5 separate regions of the Mus musculus genome follow, and all the other regions are linked to region 5. A link is a contact called in public ChIA-PET, HiChIP or PLAC-seq and promoter capture Hi-C data. All regions are on one chromosome and are shown on one strand. The core of a region is the stretch at or near the end of the contact, and the rest is flanking DNA. Distances in the headings are between cores, read along the strand shown. Region 1 overlaps Dip2b (disco interacting protein 2 homolog B). Region 2 holds the start of Bin2 (bridging integrator 2). Region 3 overlaps Dip2b (disco interacting protein 2 homolog B). Region 4 overlaps Atf1 (activating transcription factor 1). Region 5 holds the start of Slc11a2 (solute carrier family 11 (proton-coupled divalent metal ion transporters), member 2).

What was found. ChIA-PET counts read pairs in DNA pulled down with a chosen protein or histone mark. HiChIP or PLAC-seq counts read pairs in DNA pulled down with a chosen protein or histone mark. Capture Hi-C pulls out chosen DNA fragments and counts their contacts.
Region 1: a contact with region 5 is called in an RNA polymerase II ChIA-PET map of effector CD8 T cells, with 6 read pairs. The contact joins the enhancer-like site here to the promoter of Slc11a2 in region 5. A contact is called at or near these places in 2 of 39 promoter capture datasets (the 3T3-L1 cell line and hippocampal neurons), 5 of 115 datasets of contacts at active chromatin or transcription factors (effector CD8 T cells, embryonic stem cells, extraembryonic endoderm stem cells and 1 more) and 2 of 9 other capture datasets (adipose tissue and pancreatic islet).
Region 2: a contact with region 5 is called in a promoter capture Hi-C map of liver. The contact joins the promoter of Bin2 here to the promoter of Slc11a2 in region 5. A contact is called at or near these places in 3 of 39 promoter capture datasets (embryonic stem cells, hippocampal neurons and pre-B cells), 2 of 484 Hi-C or Micro-C datasets (CD4 T cells and CD8 T cells), 6 of 115 datasets of contacts at active chromatin or transcription factors (effector CD8 T cells, embryonic stem cells and stem cell-derived neural progenitor cells) and 4 of 9 other capture datasets (adipose tissue, embryonic stem cells, liver and 1 more).
Region 3: a contact with region 5 is called in an H3K4me3 HiChIP or PLAC-seq map of bone marrow-derived macrophages, with 2.6 times the contacts expected there. The contact joins the enhancer-like site here to the promoter of Slc11a2 in region 5. A contact is called at or near these places in 8 of 39 promoter capture datasets (the HPC-7 cell line, cranial neural crest, embryonic stem cells and 4 more), 5 of 115 datasets of contacts at active chromatin or transcription factors (bone marrow-derived macrophages, embryonic forebrain, embryonic stem cells and 2 more) and 2 of 9 other capture datasets (adipose tissue and liver).
Region 4: an RNA polymerase II HiChIP or PLAC-seq map of embryonic stem cells shows a contact between it and region 5, with 19 times the contacts expected there. The contact joins the enhancer-like site here to the promoter of Slc11a2 in region 5. A contact is called at or near these places in 7 of 39 promoter capture datasets (the 3T3-L1 cell line, cranial neural crest, frontonasal cranial neural crest and 2 more), 4 of 115 datasets of contacts at active chromatin or transcription factors (embryonic stem cells, forebrain and memory CD8 T cells) and 2 of 9 other capture datasets (adipose tissue and liver).

Annotation. Positions count from the first base shown.
Region 1 is chr15:100,179,126-100,182,584 of GRCm38.p6, forward strand. Dip2b (disco interacting protein 2 homolog B) reads left to right here. Exons shown (of 38, transcript NM_001159361.2): 21 at 2,184-2,311. Among named protein-coding and RNA genes, the nearest start is that of Atf1, 47 kb to the right of the region's middle. Within about 2 kb of position 1,301, at least 68 of the 459 cell types and tissues checked have an H3K27ac peak or open chromatin away from gene starts, as enhancers often do. A contact at or near this core is called in effector CD8 T cells, where this site is marked.
Region 2 is chr15:100,667,394-100,670,848 of GRCm38.p6, forward strand. It overlaps Bin2 (bridging integrator 2), which reads right to left and starts at 2,110. Exons shown (of 11, transcript NM_001270537.2): 1 at 2,020-2,110. The coding sequence starts at 2,100.
Region 3 is chr15:100,202,243-100,206,039 of GRCm38.p6, forward strand. Dip2b (disco interacting protein 2 homolog B) reads left to right here. Exons shown (of 38, transcript NM_001159361.2): 31 at 1-114; 32 at 890-1,060; 33 at 2,841-2,902. Among named protein-coding and RNA genes, the nearest start is that of Atf1, 24 kb to the right of the region's middle. Within about 2 kb of position 2,544, at least 88 of the 459 cell types and tissues checked have an H3K27ac peak or open chromatin away from gene starts, as enhancers often do. A contact at or near this core is called in adipose tissue, bone marrow-derived macrophages and liver, where this site is marked.
Region 4 is chr15:100,246,574-100,250,366 of GRCm38.p6, forward strand. The region is part of intron 3 of Atf1 (activating transcription factor 1); the gene reads left to right. Among named protein-coding and RNA genes, the nearest start is that of Atf1, 21 kb to the left of the region's middle. Within about 2 kb of position 2,323, at least 25 of the 459 cell types and tissues checked have an H3K27ac peak or open chromatin away from gene starts, as enhancers often do. A contact at or near this core is called in embryonic stem cells, where this site is marked.
Region 5 is chr15:100,421,544-100,425,064 of GRCm38.p6, forward strand. Slc11a2 (solute carrier family 11 (proton-coupled divalent metal ion transporters), member 2) reads right to left here and starts at 1,512. Exons shown (of 17, transcript NM_008732.2): 1 at 1,419-1,512. It overlaps Gm5475 (predicted gene 5475), which reads left to right and starts at 1,650. Exons shown (of 3, transcript NR_040351.1): 1 at 1,650-2,701.

The DNA of each region.
Region 1 (3,459 bases), core at 51-2,550, 240 kb before region 5:
CCCCTGTACTGGGGCATATAAAGTTTGCGTGTCCAATGGGCCTCTCTTTCCAGTGATGGCCGACTAGGCCATCTTTTGATACATATGCAGCTAGAGTCAAGAGCTCCGGGGTACTGGTTAGTTCATAATGTTGTTCCACCTATAGGGTTGCAGATCCCTTTAGCTCCTTGGCTACTTTCTCTAGCTCCTCCATTGGGAGCCCTGTGATCCATCCATTAGCTGAGAGTGTTTTCTTTTCTTTTCTTTTTTTTTTTTTTTTTTTTTTGGTTTTTCGAGACAGAGTTTCTCTGTGTAGCCCTGGCTGTCCTGGAACTCACTTTGTAAACCAGGCTGGACTCGAACTCAGAAATCCGCCTGCCTCTGCCTCCTGAGTGCTGGGATTAAAGGTGTGTGCCACCACGCCGGGCATGAGAGTGTTTTCTTAAGGATTCTCAGCAGTGCCCACCCTGGGTCATTGTAAATTCTTAGAAAACAGTTCGTTACCTGGCAAGTGTTATTCATGGTAGTGGTCTAGAGAGACAAGGACCCAAAAGCCTGTTCTCAAGGCACATACTGAGCCTGAGCAGGACACAAAGGCAGCAGAGAGCCAGGCTCTGATGGCCAGTGGGTAGGGCAGTGGCGAGCCATGGGGTAGTCACTATCCTGTCAACTCATACCCTCCATCTGTCGATGGCTCCTTCCTGCCCATCTCCTCCTCCTCCTTCTCCTCTTCCTCCTCCTAGCGCTCAGCTCATGTAAGAGCATGTGACACTGAGCCCTTAACACTGCAGTGCAGCTTCAGCTGTCTCAAGAGCCCAAATCTTGAGCGAGCTTGCTGCACTGCTATTGAGGTCCAGGACCCAGCTCCAACCGTCAGTCTGAAACAGATAGACTGTTGTCCGCTCTCTATGAATGATCCCCTGAACCCCATGTAAAGGGTCTGGTTGTGTCTGGCCTGAACCAGTCCCATGGTCAGATCTAGCTGCAAGGAAGATGAAGATGGAAATACCATGTCAGCTAAACAGCCTCACTGTGAAAGATTTGGAGAAGCAGGCATCCCTTCTCTCTCTCTTTTTTAAGGATTTGTTTCTATTATGTTAAATGTATATGCAAGTCTACATGCATAGCAGTGTTGGAGTTAAAGGAGCTGTGAGCCACCAGACTTTGTGCTGGCAGCCACACTCATGTCCTCTGCAGGACCAGGACATTCCCTTAGCCGCCTCTCTCTCCATTTACCACCAGCAGACTGTTAGAAGTGTGTCCCCTCTGGCTCTGGCGTTGTGGAGTTGGCTGGCTTCCTCTGGCACTGTGGGTAGACCAGCAGCTTCCTGTGCATTGACATTCTGTTTTTCTGGCTTAGCCCAGTCATTGTGTGGCACTACACTGTGCTCAGCAAGAGTGACATGCTTGTGGAGGTAACTGCCAACTCGAGAGGACATGCGAAGGGCCAATGGACCCAGGGGCCTGCTGCTCTGTTGTCCAAAAATCTGCAGGGTTCTTAGACCTTCTTGGGTATGTGTTTCTGATCTTGCCAATGGAGACAGTGTTACCCTTGCGAGCTCAAAGCAACTATTCACACACTAAAACCGTTGGCTCTCTCTAGCTCCAGGAGCAATAAAGTAACATTTCTCTCCCTGGTATTCACCCTGTGCCAACTACAGAAGAGCTAATGCACACCTGTGGCTGGAAAAGGGAACTCTGTGTGTGAGCACAGTTTCTCCCCTGTGAGAGTGAGATTTCCCCTAAGAATAAATAGGAACGGATTAATCTCTTATAGACGGTAAGACCTCAGTGGGTGCTAGCCAGATGCTCAGCAGGTAGAGGCGTCCCTGGGACCCATTGGGTGGAAGGAGAGGACAGTTCCTGCAAGTTGTCCTCTGAGTCACAGCGGGCAGTGGCCTGCCTGTGCCCACACACATGCACACAGATCGAGCCTTTTAAAGACTTGGTGGCTTTAAGATGTGCTTTTTTACTAATTCTAAAGAAAAATAATAATAAATCCCATAAACTATGACATTATTTTCTTTCGTATAAACACGTTTTTTGTGGTGTTGGGAGTTGAACTGTGTACATGTTTCACAGGTACGTTTCTTAGTGTTTGGTTTGGTTTTGTTTAGTGACATTTTCATGAAAACAGGAAATGTAAGGTGTCTGTTTTACCCTTTAAACTATGGAAATGAAGGTGAATCATTGCTAACTTTCAGGGTAGCTTGGTGTTCGTGGTTGGAAAAATGGATGGATTACTCATGGTCAGCGGCCGAAGACATAACGCCGATGACATTGTTGCTACTGGATTGGCTGTGGAGTCCATAAAGACCGTCTATCGAGGAAGGTGAGTGCTCTGAGATCCGTGTCACCACTCTGGGGTGATCTGAGCTGCGCTCTGTGGTTCTTCCAGGTGCTTGGGCTGGTCTAGCTTAGAGTGACAAAGCCCAGCTTTAAATACCCGTCCTGCAGCTGAGGCATGAAATGTGAGCAGTCTCAGAGTCTGTCAATGATTGTTGATTCTGAAGACTGAGGAGAATTCCAAGATAAAAAACATGACCTTCTTCAGAGATTGTGCTGTCCAGGCCAATATAGGTGGCTGCCACTCTGCGAGAGCAGACCTAAGAATCTTTCTCTCATTTCTAACTGAAGTGTTGTGTTTTCTATGTGGAGACTGACATGGCAGCTAAGTGCTGGAATTGTAGGTTCTGTAAACAAGGGCAGGCCTTCTCCTGTGCTTACTAATGCAAGGAAAGCGAGCCCAGCAGTTGTAGACGGTGTCTGTTAGGATGATTTCCACTTTGTTTTTACACAAGAGCACCTTCATACACATGTATGCTGTGCTTGGAGCCTATGCCACCTTCTCCCTCCTGTCCTGACCGTAGTTATGTACGAAGGGAACATCTAAAGACGTCACAGAAAACACCAGCTCCTGCATCGTGTGGTTTTCTGTCATGATGTGGCTTCCCAGGCATGGAGCTTCGTGGGCAGAGACCCACAGTCTGTGCTTGTAGCCACATCCGCAGTGCACAGCATGGTACCTAGCACAGTTAGCATCCCAGGGGGCAGGCAAGCCGGCATCATTGGCTCTCAGTTGTTTCAGTCCTCGTGCATTCAGTCAACAAATCCTCACTGGGTGTACTGCTTTTGGGGGTACTTTGGCAGTGAACAAAACAAGCTATGTGTGTGCCTTCTATTCTTGTGACAAACACTGAAGTCAGGCAAACAGTAACATAGATGGCACGTGAGAGGGTCTGAGTGCTGTGGAGTGAACACAGGAGGTGGTCTGGGAACGCCTCACTAGTAAGGGGACATTTGAGCGGAGACCTCCCTCAGGTCCACTTCCATCCCCTCCCTCTCTTGGTCTCCCTCGCCTGCCCGCGTCTGACTCGCTCCACTCTCTGCTTCACCACTCTGCTCCAGGCACACTGGCCTTCTCGCTGTTCCTCAAACCTGCCAAGCTCGTCCCTACCTCAGAACCTTCCCGCTTTCCGT
Region 2 (3,455 bases), core at 860-3,359, 250 kb after region 5:
AACATTGTCCTGCTACCCGTGTGACTATTCCCGTTCTGGAGATAACTGACTCTGAAGCTCAGAGTCCTCTCATTTTATAGACGAGAGACCTGAAGCCAAGAACAGGACATTATTTATGGCAAGTTGTGGAGTCCAGGCTTACAGGAGACAAGGAGGCTTAGATGACTCTGACTCCAAAGGCCTCACGTTGACAAAAGGCCAGAGGAAGAAAGCAAAAAAAAAAAAAAAAAAAAAAAAAAACTGATACGCTCCAGTTTTCATTTAAAATGTTTTCTTTTGTGGTACCCAGGACTGCCTGCGGCTAGGTACCTGCTCCAACACTGAGCCACACCTGCCAGCCCTCAATACACGAAATTTCTGGTTCCTATTTTTTTTGTCTTTTGTCTTGTGTTTCTTTAGCCACAGTGTAGCTTTCTCTAGGTGAGTTCCCTGTCCTGTCCAGTCCCCCTATTTATAGCTAGACCTTCCCATAAGCACTGCCTTCAGATCTATCAGATGTCTTGTTAGACTCCAGAGAGGCAAAGTTCAGGTAGGAAAAGTAACAAAGGCTGCGCACACAACTTTTATTTTCCTCTTGTCTTTCACACGATCTTAAAAGACTGAAGAATACAGAGCCCCTCCCTTCCCCTGTGGTCCTTTACACCAAGGACCTCATACATCTGTACCCCGTCAGTAATGTGAACCCCATGTGGGGGGAGCTGGGTGCCCTTGATCTACTCCAATGGCCTCTGCACCACCTTTACAAGGGAATACAAATCTTTCCATTGCTAAGTGTGCTAGGTACTTTACAGCCTCAAGTTCATGAACCCTCTCCTTTTAGCCCATGTCTCTTCTACTACAGTGTGGGTAGATGGTGGCTAGGCAAAGGAAGACTCTGGACAGGTAACATCACAATGCCTTTTAAGTGTGTAGGGAAGGGGCTGGGACGGAGCTCAGTTGGCAGGGTGCCTGGTTTCCTCAACCAGAAGCTGTAGGTACAACCTTCAGCATCTAAGAGATGTGATGACACATGCTTGCAACCCAGAAGATAGAGAGAGACGGGAGACCAGAAGTTCAAGGTCAAAGTGAGTTTGGGGGTGGGGGTACAAGAAACTGTCTCAAAAACATGTGAAGGGTGGTAAGAATGGGGTTCATACCTATGACCTTAGCTAGAGATCTCACCTTGAATACAAGACCAGCCCAGTCAACACGGTAAGACCCTGTCTCAAAAAAACAAAACAACCAAGCAAATAAAATAAACAGCGTGAAGAGTGTCTCCATAATCCATTTTCCCTTTTTTTTTTTTTTTTTTTTTTTGGAGACAGGGTCTATGTAGTCTAGGCTGTCCTGGAAGTCTCTGTGTAAACCAGGCAGATCTTGAGCTCACAGAGATCCTCCTGCCTCTGCCTCCCGAGGGCTGGGATTAAAGGCGTGTGCCCATCATTTGAATGGACTGGCAAATTATGGGAAGGACACCCAGAGGCTGTGGATCACCATCAAGGCAAAAGAATAGATGTAAGAAACTGGGGCTGGCTACTGGACACACGAGCTCCCCGCTCACCCCGAGGTAAAGAGTAGCTCAGGCTGGTCTTAAACTCAGTAATATAGCCTCGGATGCCTTGCGTTTTCTATCCACCCGCCTCCGTTTACACCAGTTTAAACAACACTCAAGTGTGGAGAACTGTGCAGTGTCCTGGTCCTCAGTGAATCCCCCAAGTCAAATTAAGTGGGGCGACTCACTGCCACCGCAGCCGCTGTCTCTTACTTTGGGGACAAGTATCTTCCAACTCATTCATCACCTGAGAGACGCCAGCCAGCCACCCTTGCCTTTGCGCTAGGACAAAATCTGTGACAAAGTTGACCACCACCATTCGTTCCTTCCTGTCGCCTTTTCTGGGTCAGGCTGAGGGTTGCCGAAGGCTCCTGCGAAACAGCTGTCTCCTCAGCTGCTCCCTTCTCTCCCACGTCGGCCAATGTTCGTGGACACCCATTCCCCGCCCGTTCTGGGGCAGCAGGACCCTTTCTCCTCAGGCTGCCTACCTTCTCCTGGGCCCTGCTGAACTTCTTCTGCATCTGCTTGGCGAAGAGGCCAGCCGCTCCGCCCGCCTTGCCCTCTGCCATCCTGCCGGCTGCGGGGGCGCAGCCTGGACCTGTGGTTTCTAGAGGCCCCTGAGAGGAAGTGCGTCCTCCCAGCATGCCTTGCGTGATGCTCAGAGGGCGGGCCTTCACACCCTTACAGCCTCCTGCTGGGGCGTGGTCGGCCTGGACCACCCAATGCCACCTCTCGAGGACCATTGGAAACCCATCACTACCCAGATTCCCGAGAGGACCACTGCAGCCCACCACTGGCCATCACGGGAGGACCTTGGGACTCCATCACTGCCCAATACTCCAGGTGTACCACTGAAGCCCCATCACTGTCCAACTCCCCAGGTGGACCATTGGGGTCCCATCACTGTCCATGTCCCCAGGAGGACGACTAGGACCCCATCATGGTCCAGATCCCCAGGAGGACCATTGGAACCCCATCATTGTTCAGCTCCCCGAGAGAACTACTGGGGCCCCCTCACTGCCCAGCTCCCTGGAAAGACCACTGGTCACCAGGATGGGGTCCACAGAGGCATCTGGAGCTGGGAGAGCAGCTAAGCTGGTTCTGAGAAGTTGGCAGAGAACGGGTTGTTCAGGGTGGATTTTGGTGCGCACACACTCTTAAAACCAGCTTGGAAATGCTGCCCCTGCAGTAGAGAAAGATTCCCCTCCCCTCCCCCGCCCCCACCCTTGAACGGGCTCTTTGAATGTGGACCGTGACTCATTGGTTCCATACCCGAACAGCATTAGAAAGTGAGGAGACACAAAAGACTGAGTTTGGGCTGGAGAGATGGCTCAGCCGTTAAGAGCACCGGTTGTTCTTCCAGAGGTCCTGAGTTCAATTCCTAGCAACCACATGGTGGCTCATAGACATCTGTAATGGGATCTGATGCCCTCTTCTGGTGTGTCTAAAGACAGCTACAGTGTACTCTATATAAATAAAATAAAATGAAATGAAATGAAAAAAAAAAAAGTAAAAACCAAAAGGCCCAGTTTCATCCAGTGAGGACGTTTAATGGACCAGAGACCACCTACCAGCTGCAGGGTATTGATGCTGAGTGACCATGGCTCAGCCTGGATGGCAGCTTAACCAGTTCTAAGCCTGGGAATTGTGGGGACAGAGTGCAGAAGGTGAGCATAATCCAGATCTGGATTGGAAGGGGAGAAAGACTGGAGAGATGGGGTCCTCAGGAGACAGGGTGCCATTCATAATATGCTAAGGAGGAGAGGAGGGGAGAGGCCTGAACTGGACAGAGGAGAACAAGACTCTCCAGGCAAAGCATGGAGCATTATATGGACACAGTGTGAATTTAGTCACAGATTATACAAACTGGAGTGGGGCTACAGAGATTACAAATCTGGTTTCTCTAGGAAACCGGTCTTCCAAT
Region 3 (3,797 bases), core at 1,294-3,793, 220 kb before region 5:
CTTTTCCTCTGGCTCGCCACTGTCAACCAGTACAAGATCAGGGACACCTTCTGCTCCTACTCAGTCATGGAGCTGTGCACTAAAGGGCTGGGGAACCAGGTGGAGGTGCTGAAGGTGAGGAGCAAGCCCAGCGAGTGACCGGTCCTTAGAGGGTTGACGGACAGGCCAGGGCTGCTGCAGCCGGAGCAGGGTACTCAGCATGCCCGCTGCCCTTTCCTGCTGTCCAGGACTGAGTGGATAGCTCGTAAATGGCAGGGACTTGAACGGCCCTCTTCCTAACTTAGTGCATTCTTTCAAAGCTAATTTTATTCTGTGTGGAAAGGGAGAGGATCTATTTATATAACAGTATGTGGGAAACTCACTGCGGGTAGATTCTTCCCAGCAAAATGAGGACCCCAGAACACTGGAGATGAGGCACTCCCTGAAGGACAGGGTCCATGTTCATGTTTGCATCCAGTGGCCAGGTATGAGGAAGTCACATACTGAATTCCCTCCCTAACAGAGAAGTAGCACCCCAAGGACTAACACAGGTGGTGGGGAGCTAGCTGTCTGCAGACTAGGGAATGAGAGAAATGCAAGGGAATGGGGCTAGAACAGAAGTACAGTGCTGAGAAGAGAAGCCTAAAAGCTTGGGTTTTGGGGTACCCCCCTTCTTTTGTGGAGGTGATGGTGCAATCCAGGGCCTGTGCATCCTAGCCTGGTGCTTCCCTCCTCAGCCCCAGAGGAAAGGCATGGAGTAGATCAGCTGTAGGTGATAGTACCTAGGCATTTGGCCATTTCCTTTCTGAAAGATATTTTTCTCTGTGTCTGGGCCCAGAAGGTACCCCTTGGCTTTTCCCGAACAAGAAGGGATCTTTCTAACTATGTTTCTGACACCAATTTCTTGCAGACCAGAGGGATCAATCTTTCTTGCATCCGGACCTGTGTGGTGGTGGCAGAGGAGCGGCCCCGTGTCAGCCTTCAGCAGTCCTTCTCCAAGCTCTTCAAAGACATCGGTCTGTCCCCTCGAGCTGTCAGCACCACTTTTGGATCCAGAGTCAATGTAGCAATATGTTTACAGGTAACACCATGTTGATGTGTGGTATTTAATAATTCTATTAGTTCTTATTATGACCCTACGAGTCCCACAGTAATTGAGTCAGAGTTACATGGATTTATTTAATCAGCATTAGCATATTTACTGGGCGATGTTTTGATTTTGCTGTTTAAAAGATTTATTTATTTAATGTATGTGAGCACACTGTTGCAGACACACCAGAAGAGGGCATCAGATCCCATTACAGATGGATGTGAGCCACCATGTGGTTGCTGGGAATTGAACTCACAGCCTCTGGAAGACCAGCCTGTGCTCTTAACCCCTGAGCCATCTCTCCAGCCCCCTTGGGTGATGTTTTTTACACTAGACTGGCCATTTCCCAACTAGACTCCCCAAGTTATTTACTGTTTGAGTCTCACCTGGGTTATTTCTGCTCCATCTGACTGTCCTCAGGAGGCATTTCTCTTGGCCACATGTCCTAGTCCATCCTGTCTAATGGAGACCTCTGGCTCTCCTGTCTTCTTTCTCCTTCCTCCCTCGTGGTCCCTACCTGTGACCCCTAAGCCTAGGAACCAAGGCCTTGTCTACTCTATTCTCCAAGTAATTGGCTGTCAGCCACTTTTGTTTAATCAGTCAGAGACTAAAAACAAGCAAAGTTTACACATCATTTGGTGTATGGGGGAAAGTGCTGGTTTTGACTGCAACCAGATCCAATGTTTAGCATTTTGAAAACAAGCAGTTCCAGACCAGCTCCAGCACCATGAAGTTCTTGTTGCTGCTGCTGGGTCTTTGAGACAGAGTTGCCTGACCATGAACTCACAGCAGTCTCCCTGCCTCAGTCTTCTGACCCCCTGAGTAGACTGTGAGGCCTTGTAGTGTCTTCAAGGCCATGCTGCTCTGCCTGAGACTGGTTCTGCTGGGTCACTGTGGAGATTTAGGCTTTTTATCTTGCCTGCTGCATCTCCTATGTTCATCTATAAAATGATGCCTTTGTTTGCCCAGGGTTGGCCTACAGGTCAGCGGATTACTAGGGAAGCACTCAGACAAGAGCAAGCCAGTGGCCTCCATGTGATACTCTCTCCTAGTACAGAGTGCTCCAGGAACCTCCCTGAGTCCCTTTTTTTTTTTTAAAGATGTATTTATTTTATGTATATGAGTACACTGTAGCTGTACTGATGGTTTTGAGCCACCATTTGGTTGCTGGGATTTGAACTCAGGACCTTCGGAAGAGCAGTCAGTGCCCTTAACCTCTGAGCCATCTCTCCAGCCCCCTGAGTCCTATTTTAATGTCATTAATTAATTAATATACATCCTTCTTGTCCCCCATATTTTGCCTTCTAAAAATAAAGCTGCATCTTTTGCCATGTTGTTCTGGGTAGATCTAGAACAGTCTGACTTTATGTGCTTGGCAGCTCATGAGGCAAGTGCATGCATGCATAGCCAAGGGGAAGAGAGGGTGACTAAGACTCTGGTCTCCAGTGACCCAGGTCAAGAGGCTTGCAGGAAATGTCATCATACTTCCCTGTAGAGTCCCATCCTGCCCCTTGCTCTCATCAGCCCCTGCTCTGAGCCCTGGGTAGGGAACTACCCAAACCCACTCCCCAGGCTTGGTACTGCTTCATTGCTGCAGAGATAGCCAAGAGGTTGCCAGGCCCAAGGCTCCTCCCCGCTCCCCCTTTTATGGCTCACTTGGTTAAAGAGAAAGTGAGAATGAGCTCTCCGACAGCAGACATTTCCCATTTGTGGAAGAGAGACAGCTCGTTCAGGCTTTAAATAAACAGTGTGCTGGTTTGTTCTTCTTTAGGGAACCTCAGGGCCGGATCCAACAACTGTGTATGTGGATCTGAAGTCGCTGAGACATGACAGGTATGGTGAGCACAGAGCTTGACCTCAACATCAGCACCCCTGTCCTGCTCTTGTTTACATCTTGAGGGGTGATGCAGGAAGGGGAAGGTCTCATGTCTGTCATTAGTAAATAATAGGAATTTTGTTTATGAAAAAAAAGCTTCAGTTCTCACAGTTGCTTCATTGACATTAGCTTTAGGCCTTGGTTGGTTTTTCATCACCCAAGAGGTGGAGTAGGATTTGAAACCCCAGTTTGTTATATAGTCTGAGCTGGCCTAAAACTTACAGCCATCCTCCTGCCTCTGATTCTGCTAGATTATAGGCATGAGGAATCATGCCTGGCTTGCTGTATTGTTCTATAATTAAAATGTAATCTTAGTTTCTAGCTATAAATGTATATACTTTTGTGGGGCTGCGTGTGGGGCGCACGCCTTTAACTGTAGCACTCAAGCAGGCGGATCTCTGAGTTCCAGGATAGCCAGAGCTATACAGGGAGACCCTGTCTCAAAAACAAAAACAAAAACAAAAGAAAACAAACAATAGATAGTGTCTTTGTTCTGCAGTTCAAAAAAATGAGGCAGACGTGAGGCCAGGACAGGGCTTTGACACAACACTTAATCTGAGTCCATAGTTTGTGAAGCCGCTTTTTCTCTCACTGAGATTTTAAGTTTTGTCCCACAGCGTGATGCTGAGATACGGAGCCCTTTGCACATTAGGCTGGTGGCTAGTCCCCAGTGTGCCTAGGCAGAGACCCCAGGCCACACTCGTGCTGGGTGTGTGTGTGTGAGCATGCGTGCATATGTGCGCACCAGAAAACTACCCTAGGTGGTGTTACTTGGTTCCTCAGGGACCATCCACCTTGTTTTCTGGGACAGGGTCAATCTCTGAGACCTGTGGCTTGCCAATTCTGAGAAGA
Region 4 (3,793 bases), core at 1,073-3,572, 170 kb before region 5:
GTGTGACATTTGGAATTCTGGGAACTTTTCAGAGGGTATATAAATGCTAGGGCCCCAGAGGTGGAGGCTTGTTGGTTGGTGGTTGCTGTCATTCCTGGTTGCAGTTTGATGCGTAGTTCACGTGTGAAGATAAAACAAGAAGAAATGAGATATTCTGGTGGCAAAGATTGAACTTGCCCCAGGAACCAATGGATGGATGCCTCTCATCAGGAAGTAGTCTATAATGTTACCTTTGCTGTCTTTTTTCTGGGATCACTTTTTCTTTCTATCCTATCAGTGTTAGGAGGTTGAGGGGGTGGAAGAGAGAAGAACCCACAAAGTTGTGTTGGGAAATATAAAAAGACCAGTGAGTTGCTGGCTGGTGGCCACGTGGCTCCAGCAGGATGTTCTCGTCTCAAATACTCTCTGACTCGGAGCCCCAAATCTCTCCACCAGCTCCCTAAGTTCCAAATCTCTCCACCATCCAGCTCCCTAAGTTCCAAATCTCTCCACCATCCAGCTCCCTAAGTTCCAAATCTCTCCACCATCCAGCTCCCTAAGTTCCCACGGGCGGTCGCTACCACACCAGCTCCATGCTTCAAATCCCCCATGGCCTTTGTGGTGCACATCTGGCAAACCCACTCTTAACCTCTGTACTTTTCTCTCTCGAACCTAGTCGACCCGCCTGGTGAAGGAAACTGCCACACAGACTTAGTTCAGAAACAATGGTAACCCAATCTCTGGGCGCAACAACTAGAATCCTAATCTTGCAAGCCATATAAAATCTAAATCCTCCTGTGGCGAATCCTGGCAGATCCACTGTTGAAACCAGGAGACACTAAGCAGCTACATCTTGTCCTTAAGATATTCCTGTCCAAAATGACCCTAACTCTTTTCCTACGTCCAACCCGGAAGTCCCGCCTTCTCACCCAGTGATTGATTCCTTTATTCATTAGGGAATGGTTCACTAGGAGTCACCTGAGTCTGACTCATTCTTCAGTCCAGACAGACAGCCCCGCTAGGAAAGTAGAATTAACAGAAAAATCCAACAGCACAAAGTAGCAAAAACCCCAGCCGCAGAAGTCTGTCAGTTAAAGACGATATGGAGCTAGGTACTCGGAATTTTGATTGAATCAACAGTGGACAGGTGTGTTGTTATCTTTGTGTAGTTTTGAAAGGGTTTGTTTTCTATAGTTTTGATTGTGTGCATGTGTTAGGGTGTGTGCATGAGTACAGTGCCCACAGAGGCTGGAAGAGGCTTACATGCCCTGGAGCTGGTGCTTATGAGTTGCCCGACAAGGGCACTGAAAAACAAACGCAGGTCCTCTGCAAAAGTGATCTTAACCACTGGGCCATCCCTAGGCTGCAATAACTGCCATCTTTAATGCCATTTTAAATAGGAAAGATTGATTTGGTTCCATTTGACTGGTTTGGCTCCATTGGTTTTGTGCCTGTGTAAAGTCTATGTTCATCGGGAGCGTGTTGTAGGATGAGACCCTCATAGTACACAACATAGCAAAGGGGCTGCATCCTAGCGCTCTGCCTACGGGCCTTCCCCAGTTCCTTCATTCCCTGCTCTGGGCTCCAAAGCACAAGTTTACAATGGAACCTGATGTAATTAACACACGGTGCTTCAGAGGATATCACCCTTTTGTTTTAACAAATCAACAATTGTGTGTGGGGAACCCTAAAGAATTCAACTGAAAGCTAAAAAAGCTAAAAGAAATAATGTATTAGCAGACAGCAACAGATGTAGTATAAGCTCCCTAAAGAACCCAGATCATGAAATTAGCAGGGACTCTATGTCTGGTTTAAATCAGGAAAGATACAGAGACCCTACCACTGGAACAGAAGACTGGGAGGACTTTGAAAATGAACAAACCTAGAAAGATAGGTAGGTCCTTTACAACAGTTTAGATGTGATTGAAGAATGGGGGAATCAGAGAATCCAAGTAAACTACCCAGGATGAGCACAAAGGTAAATAGGAGGAAGGAGAGGATGGGAGGCGTGCGTCTATGCGTCTACATGAGCTACATCTTGTCCACTGGCCAGCACACTAGGCGGCTGTTGCTGAGCTAGCTGTGCTCCCAGCCCAGATAAGTGTTAGATTTTAAAAAGCTTCCAAAAGTGAGAAAGTATTTAGAAAGGAATGACTGTTAAGCTAACAACAGATGTTTTGAACAGTACCATTAGACATTAATGGACTGAGATCTACCTTTCAGCCTAGAATTCTGTACTTAGGAATGTACCCCAGTTGTGGTTTGAATATGCATGGCCCTGGGAGCTACACTATTAGCATGTGTGGCCTTGTTTGTGTAGGTGTGGCCTTGATGGAGGAAGTCTGTCACTGTGGGATGGGCTTTGAGACCTTCCTCTTAGCTTCCTGGAAGTCAGTCTTCCAGCTACCTTCGGAACAAGGGCTCTTAGCCCCTCTAGAGCCATAATAATGGATTAAATTTCTGTACCTGTAAAGCCAACCCCAATTTAATGTTGTTCTTACAAGAGTTGCCTTGGTCATGGTGTCTTCACGACAGCGAAACCCTAACTAGGATACCAGTGGTTAATGTCATTACTAAGACTTGCCTAGCATGTGCAAGACCTGGGGTTTGGTGTCCCTGTGCTTCCCCAAAAGATGAGTGTTTACTTGTTACTGTCGGCTTCTTACAACAATAACAACGACTCATTTGGTGGCTTGATAACAAAATAGGGAACTGGGGACATATGTCAACGTAGAGCATTTATCTGTATGTACCAAGGCCCTGGGTTTGATCCCCAGTGCCACAGAAGGGAAAGAAATAAGAGAACCTAGCACAGGGAATGACAGCACCCAAGTGTAGGACAGGAGTTAATCTGAAGTAGTATGTTGTACCATTACCATCTATTGATTCCTGGTATGAAGCGAGCGCATAGATATTCTATGTTCTGATGTTTATACTCTGAGTGTTTAATAGTTTGACATTGAGAATGGAATGAGCACTGCATTCTGGGATATGGCATGCATGTGACTGTCAGAGGACACCTGCAGGCTGACGGTTCTCCATTAACCATGTGGATTCCTGGTTTAGACTCCAGTCGTCAGGCTTGGCAACCCGGGCCATCCAGCCACCCTGGCCTTGAACTCTGAGAAGTGTGGCTTCTCTTCCATGATGGCTATAGTATTGGAAGTTGGAAAGGCCCTTTGTTCTTTGAGTGAAAGACCCTTGAGAACAGCCATCTTTCCTGCCGAGGAAGGACACTTTATAGCTGTCCAAGGGCCTTGCACCTCCGGAGGTGCTCCGGTCTGTTCCTCTTCAGTGTGTGACTGACATAAAATGTAGCTAGCCTCAAGAATATCATAATGATAAGCGCTAAACAAAAGGACTCCCCAACCCCCAAGGCTTAACGGTATGGCTTGGGGCTCTATAGATACCTGTGCTACTTATTTTTGGTTTTTTGAAACAGGGTTTCACTGTGTATCTCTGATTGGCATGGAACTTCACAGATCCGCCTGTCTCTGCCTCTGGGATTAAGGGTGTGCACCACCAAGTGCAGGTTGATTATTGTAAACATCTCAAACAGTCAACAGATACTAAACTCCATGTCCCAATGTTATGTGTGTTTGTGGTCTCTCTTTCTATACAAAAACAAGCAAAAAAAGGAAGTTATGTGGAGGTTGTGTGCACGCCTTTAATGTCAGAGAGAGAGATCCATGAGCGGCCTGTTCTGAGTGGAGTGCAGTTGATACACAGTGGGTCTCCCTTTCCCAGCATTGCTGCACAGAGCGTCATGGTTGGGAGTCTGTCCTCTTCCCCTTCTGAGTTGAGATTTTTGCTG
Region 5 (3,521 bases), core at 262-2,761:
TGAGTAAAATAGCTAACAAAAAACACCAGTGAAATCTCAATGTTACATTTACCAGCAGAGCTACTGCAGGAAACAGCCTAAAACGTTACTTAACCACCCCATTCAATAAACTCAGCAGAAGCCAAGTTTGAGTGGTAAAAGTCTGTGATCTCAGCAGAGGCAGGAGGATCACTGTAAGCTAGAGGACAATTTGGTCTACACTGCAAGTTCAAGGCCAGTTAACGAGAGGTAGCCAGATCTAGTCTCAAAAAGACAAAGAGTAAGAAGGTACTGTCAGCACCTTGCATCTCTTCACCTGTAATTAGATGCACTTGCAGACTAACAGTATGGCTAGAAAGCCTTGCCTGGAGGACCTTTGGCAATAGCCCAGGGGACTCAGGGCAAAGACTACTGAGAAGGTTAAAGTCTTTAAGGAAACAGCAGGCACAAGCAAGCAGTAATTTAAAAAAAAAAAATACCGGTCAGCAGGAGACTGCCCTAAGCACTTTACCTGTATTAACTAACAACACCAACAGCCCTGACAGACCCAACCTTCACCACCACCACCACCACCACCCCATCCCCCCACCCCACCTTTAAGTGTGGACCGCAGGAAAGCTTAAGGAGCCTGAACCAAAAGTTAACACAGCCAAGAAGTAAGGAGACTTGGTCAGGGTGGAGAATGCCACGGTGGACAACGTGGACAGTTTCCCGTGGTTTCCCCACGGGTCACATGGAAGCTCTCGGATGCCCACCGGCCCTCACCAGCTCTTCTCCCATATTTTGCTTTTGCTGCCTTAAATCACACCGTTGAAAACCAAGGGATAACCGAGTGTCTCCATTTTATACAGCGGAAACTCTACTTCTGAGGATGCCCTTCCAAATATGATGTATCCAAGAAACGGACAAAGAATCCAAAGGTGGAATATCAAACAAATGAGTTTGCAAACTACCCGGCCTAGGACGCCGCTGAGAAGGGGAGTATCCATCGCGTGCAAGTGTCCCTGAACGAGGCCTTGGAAGGCGCAGGGTCCCAGGCTGCACACACAGCCGGACAACCGAGCAGCACTCAACCGCGAGGCCTGAGGCCTTCGGGCAGACCGCGCAGCTCCCGCAGCCGCTGGGCTGACAGGGCGCTGCGCTGCAGGGCACCCGGGGCTCCGGGAGGGCACTGCGGTCGCACCCCCCGGCCGGCCGGCCGCGGAAGGGTGGTCCGGTGTCCCGGGTGGCGGTGAAGAGCCGAGGCCCGTGATCGTCGGCGCCTATGCTGAGCCGGGAGCCCTCCCGGTCTCCTCGGGATACCGGGTTCCCTCCCCGGGCTCGCCGCTGCGCCCTCCCCGCAGGCTGCTCCAGCCCCGTAGGTCGCCGTCCGAGCCCCCTCGCACGCCCGCGCACAGCGGGCCGCCGTAACCCCTGACCCTGCCAGCACCCCGGCTTACCGGCTCCGCCACCTCCACACACGCCGCGCCGGCGACTCCATATCCCAGGAGCCAGCGGCGACCCAGTCAACCTCCTGCCCTCCCGTGATTGGCCGGCCGGGCGGGAGCCCCCCTCTCCTGATTGGCTGGACTCCTGCAGCTGCGGGATTGCGTGGCCGGCGGACCGGGAACGGAGGCTCCGCCCATCCGAGCTGCCTGGGGGCGGGGCCTGAGCGGGGGCGGGGCTGATCCGGAGGCGTGATTCCGCCGGGCGCGCCACGGTCCTCGCAGTTCAAACCTTCGGCGTTCTTATATTGGCAACTCCCATCCCCGGAATGCTCGGGACATATACATTTTTGTCATAGTTCCCGCCACTTCCTTTTAGGCAGCTACACGCCTTTTTCCTCCTAAGAGATGATAACTCCGAGAAACAGCTACACTCGATCCTAAGGCGCCATGGCAGTCCCTATTAGCTTCTTGAGCCACTGCTCGGTGCCCACTGACGCGCCAAGAACACCCCACGCCTGGGAGGAACCGAGAAACTTCGACCAGTGGAGCCAGTTCGGCTGCACCCGTCGTCCTACTCCCAAGACTCACAGTGATCCCACCTGGCTCTGTCTCTTCTCCACACATTTTATCCTGCCTGCCCCCAAAACAGTCCCACTCCATCCCCGGCCTCAGCCTCACCTCTTCGCAGTTTTATGACCTGACAACCCCCCGCCCCAAGTTGCCACCGAAAAGGACTTCTCGATTTCCCCTACAACAGTATAGATGACAGCCCTGTTTTCTTCATATAGAAACTGCCGGGAGAAATGTTCATTATTTGGTAAGAACGGAGATAGGAAGAAAGGGTAAACCCTAAAGATGGAAACTTTAAAAAAAAAAAAAAAATGACAGCAAAAGCAAACAGAAAGGCCCCTGGCTGGGGCTGCTGCTCTTCATACAGAATCGTCACCTGAAAGAAGAGAAACTACAAATTAATCTTGGCCGCCTCTCCAGCTCATCCGTGGCGTTGGAGAAAGGCTTCTTAAATGCCTTCGAGCCCAGAACCTTTCTTCTGGGACCTTCCGCTGCATCTAGAAAAGAAAGGGGCGAGATCTGTTTGTGTCAGCGTCCAGGTGTGCTCCTCGGCTGGCCAGCGTCCCTGGGCTGTGGCCACTTACTTAGCTCACAGTTGGGAGCAGCTGCTGCCGCCCTTGGCTGCTTCTTCCCCATGGTGCAGGACTGGTTTGGCTTTTCAGAGCAGCGCAGCCTCTATATATGCAGAGGAGTACGCCTCCCCTTGGCTAGAGAGAACACTTAAGGTAGGTCAACACTGAGGGAAAAATTTCAAACCGCACCCTTCAAAGCATAATCAAATTTCATCTTTGACCGGCCATGAGAAGGAGGAATTGTATTTCTGCCACTCCTAGTTATTAGTAAAAATTAATTGAGTTAAAAGTTTTCTTCTGAGATTTCATTTATGTGCCATTCGGCAGGGCAGGACGTGGAGGCGGGCAGTGGGTGCCCTGGCGGTAATGTAGTAAAGCCTTTTGTCTGGAGGCCACTCCCCTGGGAGTTGAAGCTGGGGTTCAGGGACTCACTCCACTGTAGATGAGCAGAGGACTCTGTCCCTGTGAGAAGGGAGGTGGAACCAATTAACCCGAAGCCTTGACAGCCCACATCCATTTTCCACTCAGTACGTGCCACACTGAAGTGATTATAAGACTTCAAAGTAAAGGTGAAAACGCCACCTGGTCTCTCCCTCCAGATCTGAAGGAGCCAAGGGCGGCCATTAGCTAGTCAATCAGTGATCTCCAGGCAGGGGAGCAAAATGGGCAGAACCAGAACTTAGTACCCGACAGAAAAGAAAAAGTCCCGAGGCAGCAAAACAGAAATCCAGGGCAGGGGTTTTTCTGTGTAGTAGGAAGAAAGCTTACAGAAAGAAGGGGGGCGGGGGGGTTGCCTCCTGGAAACAACTGGTGTACTTACCTAAGAACGAACAGAAAGAGCCGCTGACTCAGATTGCCGACACAGGCTGCACATTTAAGCAGCATGTCGGTTCTGGAAACCATGAGTTTTCTGAGCAGCGTCCCAGAGAAGAGTCTCCGTGCCTGCTCAACTCCTGCAAGTCCCAGGTTAAGA